Linked DNA regions of Mus musculus: region 2 is linked to region 1. Evidence: chromatin contacts called from public HiChIP or PLAC-seq data. All regions are on one chromosome and are shown on one strand. The core of a region is the stretch at or near the end of the contact, and the rest is flanking DNA. Distances in the headings are between cores, read along the strand shown.

Region 1 (2,700 bases), core at 178-2,677:
GTCTTATCTTATCAGCTCTGCCCATAGCTGCTAGGCAGCGACCTCTTTGTACGAAGCAAGGGGTTGTCCATCCACTCCCTCGCTGCCTTTCATTTTCTGTCAGCTACGGTGCCGCCAGCCAGTCCTGCTTTTCTGTGGTACTACAACCCTAGATGTCCCTCAGGCTTTTACTCCCAGGCATCTGCTTTTGATGTGTGGAGGACTCCGCTGTGGGTTGAGGCAGAAAATTCTGATGACTCAACACACCCTGGGGGCCTGGAGTGTGAAGCAGGTGGGTGAAGACCGGCTGGAGAGTCCTCTCTCTCTGTCCGCATCTACTACTGAGTGATGGTAAGGCTTCTGAGATGGAAGTCTCCAGAAAATGATTCTTAGGTCCTGCCTCCGCCTACACTTCCAGGTGTGCCTTCCCTGCCCTTAATTGCCCTATGAAAAATCTTAGTTTGCCCTTGGAAAGTTACACTCCTAGCTGAAGAGAAATTTATAATCATAGCTCTAGGGACACAAAGGCACGCTCGCTTTGATTTGCAATTGCAAAGCCAACTATTGCTTTTCTATGGCCTGAAGTACAGGGCTGTGCTGGTTGAAACTTTGTGTGCTGCCTGAAAAAGTTTAGAAACTCAACTCGGAGGAGGCCATACACCAAGTTCTCTCTCCCCCCCCCCCCTTTCTTTTCTTGTTTTCCCCAGGCTCTGTGATGGTTTCCAGGGCTTTTCAAATGAGGAGGGGACAGCAACAAAGCATGCACCATGCAGGGCGTCCACCAAAGCTCTGCAAGAGGCCTGGCGCTGGGGTGAGCACAGGAGGGGCCAGGGGTGACGGAGGTGGGTGTGTCTGCTGTGGAGGGTCAAGGGAGCGCCGCGAAGGTACTGAATGAAAAGCTTAGGCTCCCCTCACCCCCACCCCCTCCCCGACCTGCAGCAGCGCGGGAAGTTCAGTGAATGACTGGGGGAGGGGACCACAGGAGGCAGAGTCGCTGTGGGTGCCACGCAGGTAAGGAGAGCAGAGCGGCTTGGGAGGAAAGGCGCTTTGGGGTGCGGGGAGTTTCTGACTTGTGCTCTGTGGATGTGGCAGAAAGCGCCAGAAGGAGGAGAGGTAAGGAGGCTGGCACCCGTGCCTCTTCTGCTGCCTGCCTGTTCCTTGAGCCCGGGAAGTTGGAACTGGGCGGCAGTAAAGCCCCGGGAGTTGTGACTCTTGTCCTCCAGCACAGTGCTGCCCTCCGTAGGCTCCGGGTTGTGCTGGGGTGAGGCTTGGGTTGGGTTGGCCCGGCGGCTGCGTGAACTGCGGAGCTGGACCTAGCAGGTAAAGACACGGCGGCCGGGTGTCCCTTGGCGCGGCGCGGGTGGCGACCGCCCCGCCTCCCATCGGCGCGATCGGCTCGCACTGTCCCACCACCCGCCGCTTTGTAGCCGTGCGCGTGAGCGCCTGAGTGCGCGCGCCCGCGGGCCCGGAGTGGGTGGGTGTGCGCGCGTGTGTGAGGCCGCCTGCAGGAGGCGAGGCTGCCCTGGCCTCCCGCACCAGCCGGTGGAACTCAGCCCGGGAGGGAAGTCGCCGCAGCCGCCCGGGCGGCCCTCCCGACCTTTGGCCAGGTCAGTGCGCCCCAGGGTCCGTCCAAGTGACACGTAGGTGGCCTCCTGTTGCTTACCTGGATCGGGTTGGGGACGCGAGAGGGCTGGCAAGGGGCTCCCCAAGTTTATTGGTGCCGCGTCCCCGACGACTTAGATGGCTCGGGTGTCCGCGCGTCCCGCGCTCAGTTCACTGCTCACCAGAGACTTTGTCGTCCCTTGAGTTTAAGGAATTTAAACTGAAGTTTCCTTGAAGCCGCCCTAGGCTTAGTCTGTACCTGGGAAATGCAAGGCGGGGAAAAACCTGATTTTGCTTGAATGGGTTGATCGGCTGTTTGCTCCTGTAGGGAGGGAGACTTTACTGTGAATGGTTTTAAACTTTAGGCTTGTTTTTCTTTGCTGCCATTTGGTCTTTGATGTGAGGCACCCAGGGCTTGTTGCTGCTTCCAGGCTGGGGCCCTAGACTGTCTCTTTTCTCAGTCCTTTCTTCCTCGTCTCCCGTTTTCTTTCTTCCTTTCGCCTGTGTTTCTTCTTCTTCTTCTTTTTTTTTTCTTTTTAGTTGAAATCTTCGGAGCTTTCCTTCCATGTGGGTTTCCAGCGAGTACTGGCTTGTGAAAAGTTTTACTCTTAAGCTATACCCATCGTCAGAGATACCTATTGCTAACTGCAACTAGAAGAAGGTAGCTAGTTATTAAAGCGGAATCCTCTATTCGTTTCGACAGAGCTGCGTGCTTATCCTTTTGTGTAAGTGTCTTTTGCTCACCTAACATGACTATGAAGTCAGAAGTCCGGGTTTCAAAGTCTTAGAAAATGGAAGAACATAGTCTCTTTCAGATGGAATGAATACCAAGGAAGAGGAATCAACATTACGCTTAAGGCCCCGTGCACCACAGCCAGCTGCATTAAAACACAGCTGTAATAGCATCTAGTTTTTGCCCTTGGTTCCTCCAGATGCAACATCATGAATAATAATCACCAGGGCTCTAATATTTTTTAAAATTCTATTTTATTTTTCCTTTTCTTTGGTCTTGAGTGTGAATTTGAGGGAAAAAATGTAGAAAGAGAGGGAAGCAGTTTGAGGCGGAAAGGCTGAGAAGGGTGACTTGCAGAACCACATCAGAGCCTCCTTGTACACAGC
Region 2 (2,882 bases), core at 23-2,522, 94 kb before region 1:
GTTGGCAAATTCCTTCACATGTTGAACCTTTCAGGTTATTTTAAAAAGTTCTTATTACATAGAACTTCAAGGCTTAATTACACAAATATTTCATGGCTCTTTATACATATTGTCAGGTATTAAAATGCCAAATTACTTGCACCTATGTTTGGTGGATTTTAAAGAAAAGTTATTAATAGCACATATTTTGCAATAGAGCCATAGTAGTGATCACATGACCTTGTGGCAGGAAGTCGTGACATCTGGTCAAGCAGACTCTGTCTAACCGACTGTTGTTAAATGGATTTATTGGTTTGTAACCCAGAGGTGGCTGACCTTGACAGTTGTCACATGTGTTATTTCCTTTTAAGTCTGAAGGAGAGGATCTGAGCCATCACTGTGTCTGACTATAGAGTGATGAGCCTTTTCCTAGAATCCCCACACCCCTCTGATGTCTCAAGAACTCCCTATAGAAGAATTTTATATTCCCCAGAGTAGGCCTTGTGTTTGCTGTATGCCTGGGATTGGAAGTCTCTCAGGCCTGTGTCTGATTGTTAGTCAAAATGCGGTTGGCTTTTAATTGTGTGTGATGTGTGTGTGCTATTGCAGGTGGAGGCTTGAGATCTTCCCATCTCTGTCCCACAGTGCTGGGGTTGCCAGTATGGTCAGCCATGCTCAGCTTTTATGGAGTAGCTGATGGGGATTTGAACTCAGACCCACATGCTTTCAAAGTGAGTACTCTTACCTAATGAGTCGGGCCCCAAACTATGCTATTTCTTAACTGGCTTCTTCAGACCACCACAGTTTAATTACAAACACCTTTATAGTTCTGTATAAAAGTACCTCAGAGCTCAACTACGATCTGCAACAGTCAACCAAAGCACACTAACAATGGCAGAGAACAACAGTCAAGTCGGTAGATGAAAGGCAGTTTTGGAAAATAGGGGTATTCCCAGGCTTGATAAACACAAATGGATTTCTCCTTCTCAGCACCTCCAGGAGCCGAGCCTATCATGTTGCTCATATCCTGTCATCAAGTTTCAGGAATGGATTTACATTTCACAGTTAGCAAGCCTCTGCCTTTGTGTCCTGCCAGGAAGTCCAGGGCCTTCCATTCCTTCACAGCCCAGGGGCATCAGCTTGTGTGTCACTGGGAGAAAATGCCTGACAAAAGCAAGTTAAGGAAGGAAGGAAGGGAGAAAGGGTTAATTCTGGCTCACAATTTGAGGGTACAGTGCATCATGGCAAGAAAGGCATGGTGGCAGCAGCAGGAGGCAGCTGGTCACGTGACACCCGCAGGTCACATGACACCTGCCGTGAGGGAGTGGAGAAATAGCGAACACTGGTGCTCAGCTTGCGGCTCCTTTTTATCAGTCCAACAGTTAGCCTGGGTCTTCCCACCTCAGTGAACTTAATTTAGAAAAATCCTATGAGGTTTAGGGGCTGGAGAGATGCCGCAGAGGTTCAATTCCCAGCAACCACATGGTGGCTCACAACCATCTGTAATGGGATCTGATGCCCACTTCTGGTGTGTCTGAAGACGGCAAAAATGTACTCACATACATAAAATAAATAAACCTTAACAACAACAACAACAACAACAACAACAACAACAACAACAAGCCATCAGACCCAGGCCCAGAGATTTGTTTTCAAGGTGATTCTAGGTTAGGCTGCCAGCATTGACAATCACACCAGTGAAAGGAAAGTCATCACCCTCACTCAGTTTTACTCAGTTCTATTTAAAGCTAAGTGAATCTATGTGTGTGAGCACCTTAAGTTACAGTGAAACCTCCATAAAATAGCAGACACCAAAAGGCAGAGAGGTTAATGTTTTTAAAATACAAGCAAACCATTTGAGTGTGGGAAGATTGTAAAAATAGGAGATGACACAAGTTTTAAGCATCGTATTATGCATTGATCAGCATTGGGGTGTCATGAATGAAGGTTAGGATGAAAACAAAGTCACAGTGAGAACTCCGTGGCGCTATTGCTCACTACTGCAGTTTGGTAATAAGAACATTACAACTGGTGGAGAGACTGAAATCCCAGCCCTGGGGAGATTGAGGCAGGAGGATTATGAGTTGGAGGCCAGCGTGGTTTGCACAAAGAGACCTCGTTAAAAGAAAATTTCCAAGGAATAAGTTAAAGAATTAGTAGAATAAGTAAGGGTGCCAAATTAAGGAAAAGTATGGGTTGCATTGAACAACTTATTAGTCCTAGGAGAGTGTTAGAAGACATAATGAGGAAATTGAAGTTGTATAAAAAGAAAACACTTAAATGACAACCCAAGCAACATGGCAATCCAATGGCTAAAGCAATCAGGACATTATGTGATTATTTATGGGCTTACACCTAAAACCCCTGATGTATTCTAGGGACAGTGTTGACTCCTGTGACTGCTGCATTCTGAGCAGAGTCGACAGCTATAGCCTCTGCTTGGTAGAGATTAGTATCTGTCCAGGGCTATGTATATTTGAAATTTTATGTTTACAGAATACAAGGAACAATGAAAACTTCTTAATTGTAATGCACAATATAAGGACTAGCTATACCTGTGAAAACTATGGAGTAGGACATCGTGACACAACTGGAGAGTTCAAAGATCAAGGTAACTCCATGTGGAAGATGAATGGAGCAGTGGAGAGAGCCAGGCCTGGATCATGTGGGGCTTTTTAGCCTTGAAGTTAGAGCTAGCAAACTAATAACACAAAACAACATATATATCCAGCAGAAGGGGGAGGGTTTAGAAGTTTTAACAATACTTTTTATTATTTAGAGTTATTAATGACAAGGGAAAACACAAGTTTTAAGTTTTCATATTAAATGTGTTATTAACTATTGGACATGCTTACTATTTATCCAGATTATTTTTGTTAGGGTTTTACTGCTATGGACAGACA

Evidence for each region. HiChIP or PLAC-seq counts read pairs in DNA pulled down with a chosen protein or histone mark.
Region 2: an H3K27ac HiChIP or PLAC-seq map of acute myeloid leukemia shows a contact between it and region 1, with 3 times the contacts expected there. The contact joins the enhancer-like site here to the promoter of Lpar1 in region 1. A contact is called at or near these places in 7 of 39 promoter capture datasets (the 3T3-L1 cell line, cranial neural crest, frontonasal cranial neural crest and 3 more), 3 of 15 datasets of contacts at CTCF or cohesin (the NIH/3T3 cell line, large pre-B cells and pro-B cells), 10 of 484 Hi-C or Micro-C datasets (the HPC-7 cell line, cortical glia, cortical neurons and 7 more), 7 of 115 datasets of contacts at active chromatin or transcription factors (acute myeloid leukemia, bone marrow-derived macrophages, craniofacial prominence and 3 more) and 2 of 9 other capture datasets (adipose tissue and liver).

What each region holds. Positions count from the first base shown.
Region 1 is chr4:58,552,020-58,554,719 of GRCm38.p6, reverse strand. It overlaps Lpar1 (lysophosphatidic acid receptor 1), which reads left to right and starts at 1,427. Exons shown (of 4, transcript NM_172989.1): 1 at 1,427-1,586.
Region 2 is chr4:58,645,406-58,648,287 of GRCm38.p6, reverse strand. No RefSeq gene overlaps it. Among named protein-coding and RNA genes, the nearest start is that of Lpar1, 94 kb to the right of the region's middle. Within about 2 kb of position 1,272, at least 35 of the 459 cell types and tissues checked have an H3K27ac peak or open chromatin away from gene starts, as enhancers often do. A contact at or near this core is called in the HPC-7 cell line, acute myeloid leukemia, pro-B cells and 1 more, where this site is marked.